2 separate regions of the Mus musculus genome follow, and region 1 is linked to region 2. Evidence: chromatin contacts called from public HiChIP or PLAC-seq data. All regions are on one chromosome and are shown on one strand. Each heading gives the region's core, a stretch centred on a gene start, on an enhancer-like site or on the middle of the called end of the contact. The rest is flanking DNA. Distances are from core to core; before and after follow the strand shown. Region 1 overlaps Sardh (sarcosine dehydrogenase). Region 2 holds the start of Adamtsl2 (ADAMTS-like 2).

Region 1 (7,191 bases), core at 4,172-6,671, 130 kb after region 2:
GTGGTGGTGGTCATGGTGATGGTGGTGGTCATGGTGATGATGGGTGTGGGGTGGTAATGGCGTTGGTAGTGGTGATGGTGATGGTGCTTGTGGTGGTGAGAAAGACAACGGCCATCATAATAATCAACACTATCATAATGCTGTTGGTAGTAAGGCTGATGATGGTGGCAGTAATAGAGGTATTGGTGGAGGGGTGACGATGATGATGGTGATGGTGGGAATAGTATTAGAGATGATGGCAGCGGTGGTGGTAATAATGATAACGGCAATGGTGGTGGTGATAGTGATGTCAGTAGCACTAATGGCGGTGGTGGCAGTGGTTGTGATAAAGATGTGGTAATAGTAATGACAAAGGCATTGGTGGTGGTAGTAATGGTGACAAGGATAATGGTGTTGATGGTGGCTATGGTAATGATAAAAGCGGTATTGGTGACTGTAGAGATGATGGTGTCAATCACCGTGATGAGAAAGTGACAGTGGTAATGGTTTGGGTGGCAATGTTTGTGGGACCGGTTATGTGATGGTATAATATGGTGGTGATGATGGCCATAATGATTATAATCCAATCTTCTAGAAATGGGCATAAGCAGACAGTACTTAGCCCACACTGCCTGACGTCTCACCCACAGTTGCTGGCCCTGGGGTCCATCCCTCTGGCCTGAGGAGAACCAGTCATTCCTCTGAGGAAACCCCTGTTGTAGCAGCTCTGACCTGAGATCCTTAAATCCGAGTACCTGGTAAATGTGCCTGCATCCAGACAAGAGCAGTGGGTCACAGAAACCTGGGGAGAAAAGACGTACGCCACTCCCAAATTAGTTCTAAAGTCATCACACACTGAGGTCACACAGGGTGACCCCACCTCATTCCAGCCACGCTGTGTTCCTACATTTTTCTGGCAATCATTTTATCCTCCACTGACAGCTTGAATAGTGGCAGGGAACACATGCCCAGACTGCGGATGCCGTATCTCTCTTGGCTGCGGCACAGAATTAGAGCAGAACATTCTATGGCTGTCTAAGGAAGGGATGAGCAGATCTGTGCTGGCCTCACAGCCCAAGTTTCTAGGCAGCTGTACTCTACGTGAATGCATTCTCGCTGGGACTCCATGGTTTATCAAATGCATGCGGTGTGAGCCTGTTCTATCCTGGGCAAATGGAGCCACAGCAGCGACAAGCTAGGGCTTCTTCACTGCCAGGAAAGAAATCCAATTTCCTCCTGATTTGAAATTAATTTTCAGAGGGAAATTGCTTTATTGTTATGCCTTGTGATGACTCCCAGCCTGGAGCTTGCTGGTTTGCTAAGAGGGGCCTGTTCTCTACTTGGGGGCAGGGTGTCCTCAGCGGAGGTGCCGGAGGTGCCGAGAACACCATGTCTGACCCAGTACTGGCTGAGCTGAGCTCTGGGAGACTCGCCGGGAAAGCTCTTCCCCGCTGGGGAATCTCGCTGGCCTTGAGGCAACTATGTGAGGAGCAAAGGCAGCTGGTCTGTTGGCTGCTGAGTGGACACTCACTTTCCCCAGCCCTCTTCTTCCTCTAGGAATCCAAAGACTGTAGATGTCTGGCCCAAGCAAAGGCATCTCAGAGAAGTGCTATTGCAAAAGTCAGTGCGTGTGGCTGGGCATCTCTGACCAGGTCCTGTCATGAGTGGAACCTGGCAGCCACAGCAGGGTCCTGGGCCTTGGTCCACAGGACAGGGTCTGCGGAACTTGGCGCTCACCAAAGTCATTGCTCACGTCTCTGCTCGACCTGGCATTTGCTGACTACGCAGACACACACATTCCTCTCCTGCAGCTGGTGGGCTAGACGCCAACTGATCTATAAATACGTGGCCTGGCTCCATGTTCTGGCCCCAGAGCCTCCACATGCTGATGGACAGTTTGTCAACACAGTTTTAAGCCAGCACAAGATATCACTTAGAATATGAAATTTCCCCTGGATTCCAAGAGGATTCAGTATTTGAGCAGATATATGTGACGCACCACAAAGCACTTTTGACATTGTCTAGACTTTGTACTGTTGCCGAGGAAACTGAGGCCCAAGAAGACAGGCATAAGACTCCAGGCCAACAGGCCAACATCTACCTCCCTGTTCTGAGGGTCAGGGTAGCGCAGAAGTGTTGGTATATACTACCCTTTCATATCTGTTGCCCAGCTCCCTGTTCCCTCCCCCACTTGCCTGTGTGCCCCACCTCTGGGGTCAGGGCAGTGACCAGCCAGCCTCTACAGCTTGAAGTGCCACCAGAGGCTAAACTGTCACTTATTGTTGGCTAAGTTATGGAGAGGCTTAAGCCACTGAGGTGTGTGTCCTGAGCCACACTGAGAGACAACTTTCCAGGTCAGCCCAAACCATAGCATGGACGCCACCGGAACAGTCTTGTTCTCTTTGGCCTAACCCTCTTTCAGGCCCTTGGGAGAAGGTGGGGTCACTGGGACAGGAGTCCCTGGCAGGGCACAGTCTTACGTAACCTCAGCTGCAGCCTGTGCCTCCACTCCTACTCTAGCCTGCATGTCCCTGGAGCTCTGTTCAATGACCTGGCAAGCCCTGTCCTCAGAGATCCTCCCAACTGTGTGGCCATGATCTCTGAGGAAGCAGGATAAGCGAGAATAGCTAGCTGTGCTCAGGACCAGGCGTCAAGTGTTTCTGGGTGTTTCAAATCTACCCCACGGCAGACTTTTCTTGTGTTATAGTGAACCATACATTATGAGACTAGCTCATCTTCTCAGGGAAGTGGCCCCCAGGCTCATGGTTGCTGGCAGCTGGGCAACAAGACACTGGCATCTCCACGTCAAACTTAACAAAGGCCCAATCCTCCCTGTGAGCACTTCCAGGGACTCTCAGTCCATCCCCTGGGCAGTGGCAGCCATTCTCCACTGCCCTGAGCTGCAGCTGCAAGCTCCCTTGAGCCTATGGGTGGGGATGCACTCACAGAGAGCGGGCTGCACCTTCCTTCTCATCACTAGGTCTGGCCCAGTCCCACAGGTGCTTTTAGCCAACACATCTGGAATTCATTCTAGAGCCAGGGGAGGGGCTGCTGGGGGGTGGGGCAGCTGTACAATAGGAATACACCAAGGGTTCAGATCCAAACACTAGAACTCTGATGGTCCACACTGGTGCCATATGTACACGGTACCAGGAGGTACATTGGCAGAAACTGCCAGGGAGCCAGCTTTGACGAGGCATTGCCAATGTCTGGCCTCAAAGACATGGGCCCATCCATCTGATAGCCCCACTGTGTGACCAGCTGGTTGAAATAGGACCCAGAGTCGTCCCATGTTGGATGCTCTCTCATGTACCATGTTCTCCTAGGCATGTAATCCTCAGGGATCTGCAGGATTCTGGGCTTCCCAGCTCACTGCACAATCAGTCTCCCCAAGACAAGAACCCTGGTCTTGAGAGCACAGTCTTCTCCTCTCCTGCCAGATGTAGGACAGCACTGGAAAGGGGTGTGGCCAAGAATAAGCGGGTAGGGCAGGCTGTCTGACTCAGTGGGTTCACTTACCAGTTCCTTTCTCTGGACAGAAAACTCATAGCACCGTGTACAAAGACATCTGCCGCTAGGCTGCTTCCAAGAGAAGACATGGACCCCATGATGTTTGAACGTGGTTACCACTAAGGCAGGGGAGTGGGCAAAGAACAAGCACAACTAGAGAACAGAGCGATGTGAGGACCACGGCCATTGTGCAGAGAACAGGCCTGGCACAGTTACAAACAGGCAGATGTTGTCATGAAGTAGACACACCAGCCTCTAGGGATGGATGGCTGAGCTTTCTTGAGTTTTCTCATATTTTACAACACAGCCAAGCGTTTGGTGACCTGTGCTGGTCAGTGTGTCTTTGCCACATGGAGAAGGCCATCTTTATGTAATCATGCCATGGGCTCTGGACCACAACCCTATTCCAGAGCTGAAAGAAGCAAGGCCGAGTGAGGTCAAGGTTGTGTCCCAAGGATGTGCTACGGAAGTGAGGTCTGAGTTGGACTGGGTACCCAGCCTTTGCTGCACAGCTATGGTTGGAAACAGAATGCTGGTGTTTGTGGCTCTTTCTTTCTTTCTTTTTCTCTCTCTCTCTCTTTCTCTCTCTCTCTTTCCTTTCTTTCTTTCTTTCTTTCCTTTCTTTCTCCTTTCTTTCTTTCTTTCTTTCTTTCTTTCTTTCTTTCTTTCTTTCTTTCTTTCTTTCTTCCTCCTGCTTGTTTTTTATAACGCTGGAGTTGAACCTGGGCTTTCACACACGCCAGACAAGCACTCTACCACTGAGCTACAGCACAGCTCTCTGTTTACTTGTTATTTTGAGGCAGGCTCTTACTAAGTTGACCAGGCTGATCTTGAACGTTCAGTTCTTCTGCCTTGGTGTCTGCACAGCTGGGATGGCAGGCCTATACTGTGAGCCAGGCCATGGGCATTATTTCATATGTATCTTATGCCACCATAAGTCAGCTTGGCAGAGGCACGAGTAGCCAGTGAATACATGATCCCCAGACCAGACACTTACTTTGGGGCTTGGCCTGCCCGTGACCCTGGGCAATATGAGCTGTGTCAGCTCAGCCTGGGCCCTGGCCTAACTCCCAGGCCCCAGGTGAAGATTCCCGGGCAGCCTGGGAGGGCTGGGAGGCAGCCATGGCCAGGACAGGGTCCCATGGGAGGAAGCAGCTGGAGTTGGGAACCCCACGCTGCTCCCCCCACCCGACCCCACGGTGGTCCTGCTAGTGGTGGGAGGATGCTGATCTTGACAGGAGGGGATATATTCCCACCTGGTCTTCCCTCCACGAACATCCAAACCACACACAGGCTGAGGCTGTGCCAAGCCTCGGCACAGTGGAAGCGGGACACGGCTTTCCTTTCCTCCACACAGCAGAACCCAGCCCTGATCAAAACTGGACTCTGGATGCTGAATATACCAACACAAATGCCACCAGGATGCCCTCATGAACAACCCAAGCTAGAGAGTCTGAAGGTCTGGAGGCTGCCATGTCCTAGGACCCCACCCCACTACTCTTTCAGAGCACCTACCCTCTCTGGTCCCAGCAAGCAGCTTTGCATTAATGAGGCAGGAAACAAGCTAGACAGAGAACCCCCACCCCACTTCCTGAACCCTGGTGCAGCTTCCAGAGGGGAGGTGGAGTGCAGCCCACGTGGCGGCCTTTATCACCCGCTCCCGCTGGCAGCATCCTCCTTAGCACTCAGCGCCACTCTGTTTATTTGCTGACAGGTTCCAGCCTGGTCCCAGGATGTCTGGCCCTTTTGTGGGCAGGAATCTCATTCTCCAACTGATAGCCCTCCACATCTCTCCACAAAAAAAAAAAAAAAAAAAAAAAACCCTAGAGATGGCCAAGTAGAGAGGACAGAACATGCCTAACAGTGTCCTTGCCCCGCTGCAGGCATGTGTGTCACCAGCACAGATCTTTGTTTTGGGGGGCATTGTCATTTGGGCAACCTGGGCAAGACATCCAGATTCTCTAAACTCAGTCTAGGGAAGTAACACTCATGCAGCCCGGCCTGGGGCCCCTGCAAAAGCTGCGGAAAATAAATGATCCAGGATGGCCTTCGTGGGCAAGCCAGCCTTGCCAGGACACACCTCTCAGAGTCACCACTAGGGGGCACTGCCGGGACCTATGGGCCAAGGTCAGGATCTCTAATCCCCCCTGGGAGGGGATAATGATACTTGGTATATGGCATCATCACCTTCTCCATCAGCCTTGAGAATCCCAGATGGAAAGCACAACGTGTATTCCCCAGCCAGGAGTCTGAGGCCCAGGAAATGGCGGGGGCCAGCCAGGAGCTAGGGCCCAGATTCCCTACCCAGCATCACCCAGAGAGCCCCCGGAGTCCCAGGGGACCCTGATGAAGATGATAGCCATAACCGCGGAAGAGCTGGGCTTTGTCACTTGCCAGGAAACCAGGAGGAAATCACATGGCACTGCATCTTGATGCCATCATGCCTCTCTGAGCTCCCTCCTGGGTCAGGCTGGCTGCCAGCATCTCTGACAGACCTTGGGAGTTGAGGCCCAGGGAGATAAAGAGACTTGCCCGAAAGTACCAGACTCCCAGGCCCACCCAACCTTTGCTAAAAGTTGCCGCCACCACACTCCAGCCCCCAGAGGCTGACGGTCACTGCTACCTACCAGGTGCCCGGCGGCTCTCACCAGCTGGTGGGTGGAGAAGGGGAAGGCCTCGTTGCTCAGGTCAGCATCAAGCACATCCTGCAGGATGTCACGGCTGTGAACAAGAACAGAGTCTGTGAGTCACAACCTCAGGTGTTCCTGGCCAGTGAGCCAATACCAGCGGGAGGAAGACAATAAATCTAGACGACCTGGTAGGGACAGGCTACAAGTGCCACCATATGAGAAAGCCACCTTCCTGTGGGCTGTCAGGGAAGCCGGGCTATAGGTGAGTTCTCGCTACAGGATGGTCAACTAAAATAGAGTTATTCAACTACCAAGCACCCTGGATCCCACCTGAGTCACAATGGTGGTCACTGCGAGGAACTGGCAATTGTGCCTCTGTTTTATATAGCAGAGTCAAAGGTCAAGCTGTGGTGAGTAGACAGGACTCAGCAGGGAGCATAGGACACTGTACTGCTCCTCCACCTCCATTACCACCACCACTGCTGTCACTGCCACCACCACCATCACCTGGTGCATCCCCCAACCAAACCCAAGAGTCCTGCCTGCAGTGGGTCTCAGCCTCACAGGAGTCACAAGGAGGCAGAGAGATTAGAGTCCCAGCCTGGTGGACAAGAGAACAGGGCCATACCTAGTGCTCATGGCTGGGTGTCCTTACAGCACTGGACGCATCTTCTTCAAACCATATCACATCACAGTGAGTCCTACTGTCATGTCCACTGTTTTTCTAAACCACATCACGCTCCGTCCTCACATGTCCATTGCTACTCTGAGCTGTGCCGTTGAGGTACATTCTATTGTTCTGCACCAGCCTCAGCCAGTCTCCCTCTCTCACCTCCCTACTCTGCTGCAGCCCAGCTCAGGCCCTGCTGCTGTGAAACAGACAAGATCCTGCAGGCCCACGCCCCAAGCCCACCTACCACAAGCCCACACACCCCCTCCCAGGTCACCTCTCCTGTGTCCCTCCATTCTCCAGCCCTGCTCCTTGTCATATTTGACCCTCTGTCACCCTTCAGCTCTTGACCCATCCAGTAGTCACCTCCTCTAGGCAGTGCCCCTGGATTCCCTCCCCAGG
Region 2 (7,463 bases), core at 1,249-3,748:
GTGGGAAATTCAGTTTTCTGCTTTGTGGTCTAGCCTAGTACATGCTATGCTATTTCTCACCTGGTCACCCAGGAGTATGCAACCCCCATTCCTGGGCAGCCTACAGTGAGTGGAACAGCAGAGACTCAAGAATGTCCATCCTTCAGGTTTTAGCTGAACCTCAGAAGGAGTACTAGCCTCAAGTCTGATGGGCCATTTCAGGAAATAAAGTCATAGGGTCCTTGTGGAAAGCCCCCCACACCCCAGAAAAAGAAGCTTCGGAAGAGCAGGTTGGGGGTCTAAGCATGTACGGAAGAGTCAGACAGGAACCAGACCAGAGCCACTGGCTCCTTCGGTGACTCTAGGTTACCTCAGGCCCCAGAAGCTTGGTGGATGGAGTGAGGAATGGGGGTCACAGTGGTCCCCTGGACTGCATGGACAGGTCATTTATGAGACTCAGCACAAAATGTCCCCACTCAGAAAGCAGGACAAAACTTTCTCATCAGTACACTTCTCCTGGCACATCATGACATTTTATTGTTTAATGCTATACAGCTTTGGTTCAGGGCACTTGACAGTTGAGTATCCACCCTCATCGGTATGAGGGAACACTCTGAAGATGCAGGGTAGGGGAGGAACCTGGTTGGGGGGTGGAGTTTAGTCTTTTTCAATCTCTCTGAAATCCTCAGCCCATTGTGGACCAAGTAGTTATGACTGCCAGGGAGTCTTGGATATGGAAGTTCCTAAGGATCTTCCATAGGGAAATGAAGGCATAGCTAATGCAGGAAGCCAGTACCTAGAGAGTCACACACTCGTGGGCATCACAAAGGCAACGATACATCTCCACAGGTCTGTCTTCCAAGTGGCCAGGCCAAAGGAAGATGCCGAGTGGGCATGTCAGTTGGCTGTGGGGTCCCTCCCAAGGGAAACTGTTAGTCACCCCGGCGCTGGAGCATGTGGAAGCCAGAAGTGCCAGGAGATCTTGGGTCGGCTCCAGGGTGTACAGGGTCTGGTAGTCAGCCAGGGTGGAGGAGAAGTGGCAGAGGCTTCCAGAATAAGGGAGATCTGATCTGGGTCTGCCAGTGAGATCCTGTGCACATGTACATGCATGTGTGTGTGTGTGCTGTGTGTCAGGTTGTAGAATGTCTGTGCTTCTTCTTATTGGCCCCAGGGGGGCAGTGTGAGCCTGGATAAGGGTCATGGGAGGTCAGGGTGACAGAGAACAGAAGCTGAATACCTTAAGGTCAGTCACTACTGAACACCGGCAGAGTGAGAGCTGACCCTCTGCCCCCTGTCGCAGTCTAAGCTGGGAGAGCCAGCCAGCATCTTTGAAGAACCAGGCAGAAGGAGAGGGTGTGTGGCAGAGCAGCGCCGCAACCTGTATCTGTCACAACTTTGACTGGTGGCTTTAGCAGACCACTCCACTTCCCAGCCTCAGTTTCTCCTCGGTAAAGTACAGATGATGAAGATGCTTGTCACCTGACTCAAGCCTCACAGAGAGGCTGGGTGCTGATTGGTTTTTGCTGGTTGCTTTGTTCTTGGCTGCGGTCTGGTGGTCAGACACAAGACTTCCCCCAGGGTATCACTCTTAGCAGCCCAAAGAGGCAGCTGAAGAAGCTTATCATCTAGCACAGAGGGAGGGACAAGAGGGAGGGACAGAGAAAAGGAGAGGACTTCCAGTCCCCACTACAGGGACAGAGGCATGGATGAAATGGCTCAGCCAGCTTGTGGGATGTTGTTTCAGAATCACTTAGCATTTGAAGGTGCCTGTTTTCCAGGACGGGGTGCTTCAGAGAGCAGGAAATGTCAGAGCAGACATCTCATCATCCAAAGTCCTCTTGGATTCATAAGACTTCAGCTCTAGCTCAGCAGGGACAGAGCTCTTGAGTCCTGCTTGCTTGCCAATAGCTGCCCAGCTGCTGTGGGGTCCAGCCAAGCTGGTACCAAACATCTGCAGAATACCCCGTGCCGACGATCTTCCTAGACATCTGGTCGATAGGCTGTAGCCACCTCTTCCTCTCCCTGGAGCCATTGGTTGGTTGATCTCTGGATGTATCTCAGTTCCTCCGTTGTTCAGGTCTGTTTTCCAAGGACGGAGGGTGGCCTGCACCCGTGCAATGTCTGGACCTCTGTGTCTTCCCTGTGAACAGGAGCCGAAAGCCTGGACATCACATGGTTTCCAGCCTTCTCTGGAAGCTGAAGTTAGATGGGTGGGTCAAGGGGGCTCCGCTCCACCACTGCCAACCTCCCTCCACATGACCTCAGGCTAATTGATCCATTAGGGTCAGTCACTCTGGACCTAGGCAAGCCAGTCTCAGGCTCACTCACTGATCCTGGACTGTGGCAGCAGCAGCCAGCAGGCAGCTGGACAGCCTGGCCATACTCCAGAGGAGCAGAGCGGGTTAAAGTGTGCGCCCGGCCAGCCGCCAGCAGGCTGGGCGGGGGAGCAGCGGTGGGAAGTGTGAGTTCCTCCCCGTCTGCCTGACAGCTATAAAGGCAGCTGCGGCCACAGAGCAGCCACTGGGCTGAGAGCCCCTCCTGGGAACCCCCTCCCTTGAATGCTCTTTGAAGTGGGAGAGGGAGGCAGCTGGGGAAGCAGGACCAGAGACAGGCAGAGCCCGCACATCTCTGCACTCACCTTCCTGCACCGTGCACCTGGCAGTAGCTCTCACCCTTTTCTCTAAAAGGAGGACAACCTGCTGACCCTGGGTGAGGTAGGCCACTACATACTTGTCCCTGCTCATACTGTGGTCTTTGGGAGGTGTGAGATGTAGCTTATCCCAGACCAGCCAAGCTGTTCAGAATGGGGGCCGGGGGATGTCCCAGCCCCTGGTGAGGGTATTCAACCACAGAGAAAGGGGGGAACAACCTATGCCACACAGTGGCAGGGTGGTCCTGAGGCAACAACCTTGGTACTAGCAGTTGCTGTCTGGTCTGCAAAGCCATGCTGTGGTGGGCCTGTTGAAGGTTTTGGACCCTAGGGAGAGATGGATCCTGTTTGAGCTGGACTTGGCTGGAATCCAGCAGTGTCTGGGAGCCTTAATGAAAACCAAGTGTGAGGCTGACTGGGCACCTGTCTTTGGCAGCAGCAGGGACTGGGGAGCCATGGAGGCTAATGGGACTGTGTGAGATGGGGACTCTGTGCTGGAGTGAAAATAGGGACTCAGATGGAGACCTTCAGTGTCGGGGGTGGGTGGACGTAAGGGTGATGCTGACCAAGCTCCTGGACACCTGCAGGAGAAGGAGGGAGGGAGGGAGAAAAAAAGGGAGAGGGAGAAGGACAGAAGGACAGTAGGACAGTAGGACAGTTGGTATCAGGGCTTCGAGGGTGCTGACCATTTCCAGACTTTCTTCCCCTGGAATTGCTGGGTGCGACTGAGTCCCTAAGTTTGCTCTGTGGTGTGTGTGTGTGTGTGTGGTGGGGGAGGGGGCAGTAGGCTACCTTGTTGTGTGGCTTTGGGCAAGCTGCCTCTTTTTTCTGAAGCCCATTGTCTAACTCACCAGCAGATGACACCCACCTGGGACAAGCTACATTAGCTTCCTTTCTAGGACAGGGTTTAAATTGAGGTGCGCAGCAGCCATTCTGAGAGTTGGAGCAGCAAGGCTGGAAGCTCTCTTGATTTGATTCACCGTAACCCTTGGTGGGTGTTTGGGTTTGAGGGGCTGTTTTGTTGGAAGGGAATCAGGAGCCAGGTGCAGGCTGTACCTCCTTCTGCCCCTCCTCCATATCTCTGTTCTCTCAAGAGAGAAGGGCCCTGAGACAAAGTTTGGAGCTAAGACGAAAGGATGGAGACTTACCATCCAGAGACTACCCCACCCGGGGATCCATCCCATAATCAGCCACCAAACCCAGACAATATTGCATATGCCAGCAAAATTTTGCTGAAGGGACCCTGTTATAGCTGTCTTGTATGAGGCTATGCCAGTGCCTGGCAAATACAGAAGTGGATGCTCACAGTCATCTATAGGATGGAACACAGGGCCCCTAATGGAGAAGCTAGAGAAAGTACCCAAGGAGCTGAAGGGGTCTGCAACCCTATAGGTGGAACAACAATATGAACTAACCAGTACCCCGGAGCTCATGTCTCTAGCTGCATATGTAGCAGAAGATGGCCTAGTTGGCCATCATTGGGAAGAGAGGCCCCTTGGTCTTGCAAACTTTATATGCCCAGTACAGGGGAATGCCAGGGCCAAGAAGTAGGAGTGGGTGGATAGGGGAGCAGGGCGGTGGGGGGGAGGGTATAGGGGACTTTCAGGATAGCATTTGAAATGTAAATAAAGAAAATATCTAATAAAAAAGAGAGAGAGGAGGGCCCAGACCCCTGAGCTGTGTTGCACCTGAGGACCAGATTGCTGGATACCTGGCTGTGAGGATTCCTCTGGGAAGGGAAGGCTGCCATTGCTCAAGAAGAAGGAGGGTATCCCATCTATAACCGATGTAAAGCAGGTAAAACTCCCAAGGCGATCCAAACTAGACAGTGGGCTGAACCTGGTTAATAGCTCTCTTCACAATGACCACTCTGCCAGGCTGGGCTTCTTCCAGTCTCCTGAGTTGTCTCTGTTCTCCACAGACATTCTCCAGGGGCAAAGCTTGGCAGAGGCCCTCAGATGAAGGGTGGCTCAGACTTGGCATTCACACCATCCCTTTGTGCCTAAGCAGGGCAGACATCTGTAATTACTTACCAAGCTGCTTGCTGAGCCCAGATGGATGGCTCGGTCCCTCTCACATGGCAGCCACTACCATAGGATGCCAGATAACCTTACCACTTGAAACACTGGAAGAACCAGAGAGCTTATCTCCAAAGCAGAGCCTGACCTGGTAGTGACGGGGTCTTGCTTCGTAGGATGGATGGCAGACGGCAGCATCCACACTGGGCTTGGTCCTTGCTGGCTGTAGCAGTTGTGGCTGGGGGTGCGGCACCTACGGAGGCTTCCGTGAGTAGTATGCCATTGTCCAGTCATTATTGTTCCCCCCCCCCTACAACCCCCCCAACATGCTTCTCAGCTAGGTGTTGAGCTCATACTGGAGTGGGCTGACTTTGGAGGGCTGTGTAGCAAGGGTCATGCCCAGGGGTATTGATGTTCGATTTGGCTCCAGAAACTTGTTCAGGGTGTTGGTCAGACCAGCCCCTGACCTGGGACTCTGGCCATCCCTGAGTCCCTGACCAGCTCGCTAGAGAGTGACATGTGTCTGGTGTCTCTCTTTCCAGCAAGGGCCTAGTATAAGGCATGTGGACAGGAGGTGTGTATGGGGCGAGCCTGCAAGTGCAGATGAAGTGTGGGCCGTGAGGGAGAAAGCAAGACAAGTTAGATATGCCTCAGGTACCAGCTAAATCCAAAAATGCTCAGCCCTTAGATGGGGGCACATGTGCTCATCAATGGAGTTCTCTCCAGCCATCTGAGAGACCCGCCCACCAGTCCAATAGGAAGCTGCCTCATCCTCTTTCCCCTCAGCTGCATCTTCAGGTTTCTTCTGTTATGGTTGAGTCTCTCCTTACTATTGGGGGGTGCTTTTTACCCAGGACAACAGCCCCACATCCAACAGCCTAGAGGGAGGTGCTGACACCACTGCCTACTGGTGGGGGGAGTGGACCAAGTGGACAGCATGTTCCCGCAGTTGTGGGGGCGGGGTGACATCCCAGGAGCGCCACTGCCTTCAACAGAGGTGAGTTCACCAGAAACCCCCAAAGGTGCGTGGGGAGAGGCAGCCTGGCCAGTGGCCTGGTGGCTTTTCCTCTGGGCTCACATTTGATGTACGCAGGCTTCTCTTCCCGTAGGCATCCACTGGGCAGAGAGCTTCTGACAAGTCCTTAACAATGGTTTTCTGGGGTGCTGGAGAGGGAGTATCAGAAAGCAAGGACTGTTTATAGGGCTTTGCCACTGAGGAGCAAGACCCCGTGTCTTCTGAAGCATGGAAGAGCACAGGGCAAGGTGCTAAGAGCCTTTGCTTTCAGAGGGACTTGGGTTTGAGTCTTATTTCTGCTCTTTCTAAGCTGTGTGACCTTGGACAGGGCACTTAACCTCTCTGAACACCAGTTTCCTCATCTGTGGTTTCATGTGAAGAGCATGATGAAGCCAGCTCCTGATTCTGGGCACACATGACACCACATGTATTTGCATGTTAGCACCACATGTATTTGCATGTTAGCCTCAGCAAACATGGATGTTACTCATTGGTTCTGTACAGTACAATTCTGTTACGGGTGCTGGGAAGTCAGAGTGGGATCAGATGCCATCCTATGAGCCAGGGAGGCTACTGGAAGCTAGTCCATGGCTGAACAGGTATCGGGATCCACAGCTGGCCACCCAGCCCTAGTTCAGTACCACATTTTCCCACCAGGAGGAAGTCTGTTCCAGGCACAGGGAACAGGACCTGTGTGGGCACGTCCAAACGGTACCAGCTCTGCAGAGTGCAGGTGAGGCCCCAGTCTTGCCCTTGGACCATGGCATCCTGTTGTTTAGGCTGGCTGATGCCCAGGCTCACGCTAAGTCCTTTGGGCGCTCAAAGCTGCGTGTTGTCTCCCCTTTGGTAGGATGTCTTGGACTCCTATCTGTTTCTTGAACTCTTAGTGCATTCTCCTACTATAGTCCCATAGCCTTGGAAATTTGAACACCAGACAGCCACAAAAGCTGCCATCTCTTCATACCTGTGAAGCAGCCTTGGTGGATAGCTACCCTACGCCTCTCTTGCCCCAACTCTCAGGTGTAGCTGTGTGCACTTTTTCATTGGCCTTGGCTGGACCCCAAGGTGGCAGAAGTTTGGGGAGAGGCGTGGGTTATGCGTGAGTTCTGAGAACACTCTCTAAGGGACCAAAGTCAGTCTGAAACTTAGCTGCCTTTCCAGGAGCCACAGGGTGTGGTGGTCGAGGTGCCAGTGCTCCCAGCCTTGATTGGTGTGCCTGGCTGAGCTGCTCCAAGTCTGTCTTTGTGAGCACACCCGTGGGATGTGAGAGCTGAAGGGGAGCTCATGGCTTGTCCTAGATAGGATTCAGTAGACATCCATGAGCTCCTCAAGGAGACAGCCTCTAACCCAGTTTAGACTCCAGCTTGGAATGAACTGTGGCCCCCAAGGGTCATCTGGTCATAGCCATTTCCTGCTCAGCCTCCCCTGGAGCCGGCCTGCCTTCTTCTTTCAGGAGTGTCCACCGGATGGGAGGAGCTTCCGTGAAGAGCAGTGTGTCTCCTTCAACTCCCGTGTGTATGACGGCCGGGCGTACCAGTGGAAGCCCCTTTACCCGGGTACCTGAGCCTCAGGAATGAGCTCTGCTGGTGGGAGTGTGGGATAGGTCAGGCTTAGAGCCAGGACCTGCTAAAGCCTACTGTGGCCATGTTCAGAGCTCAGAGCTAACCCCATTTCTCTAGAAAAGGGTCTGGAGGTCCGTCCTCTCCCTCCCCCATGACCCATGACATCACCACTGACAGATTACAGAGCTGAGTTTCCTGCAAGGCTGGCCTCTGAGGTCAAGACTCTCCCACTGTCCCCA

The links. HiChIP or PLAC-seq counts read pairs in DNA pulled down with a chosen protein or histone mark.
Region 1: an H3K27ac HiChIP or PLAC-seq map of heart atrium shows a contact between it and region 2, with 10 read pairs. The contact joins the enhancer-like site here to the promoter of Adamtsl2 in region 2. A contact is called at or near these places in 20 of 39 promoter capture datasets (the 3T3-L1 cell line, 3T3-L1-derived adipocytes, the C10 cell line and 13 more), 15 of 484 Hi-C or Micro-C datasets (B cells, the HPC-7 cell line, the MPC-11 cell line and 12 more), 14 of 115 datasets of contacts at active chromatin or transcription factors (the 230-238 cell line, the HPC-7 cell line, T-cell acute lymphoblastic leukemia and 11 more) and 5 of 9 other capture datasets (adipose tissue, embryonic stem cells, liver and 2 more).

What each region holds. Positions count from the first base shown.
Region 1 is chr2:27,204,895-27,212,085 of GRCm38.p6, forward strand. Sardh (sarcosine dehydrogenase) reads right to left here. Exons shown (of 21, transcript NM_138665.2): 17 at 6,117-6,210. Among named protein-coding and RNA genes, the nearest start is that of Sardh, 39 kb to the right of the region's middle. Within about 2 kb of position 5,422, at least 60 of the 459 cell types and tissues checked have an H3K27ac peak or open chromatin away from gene starts, as enhancers often do. A contact at or near this core is called in the HPC-7 cell line, the N1E-115 cell line, T-cell acute lymphoblastic leukemia and 5 more, where this site is marked.
Region 2 is chr2:27,076,881-27,084,343 of GRCm38.p6, forward strand. Adamtsl2 (ADAMTS-like 2) reads left to right here and starts at 2,499. Exons shown (of 19, transcript NM_029981.2): 1 at 2,499-2,693; 2 at 4,824-4,914; 3 at 5,502-5,644; 4 at 6,320-6,395; 5 at 7,116-7,218. The coding sequence starts at 4,825.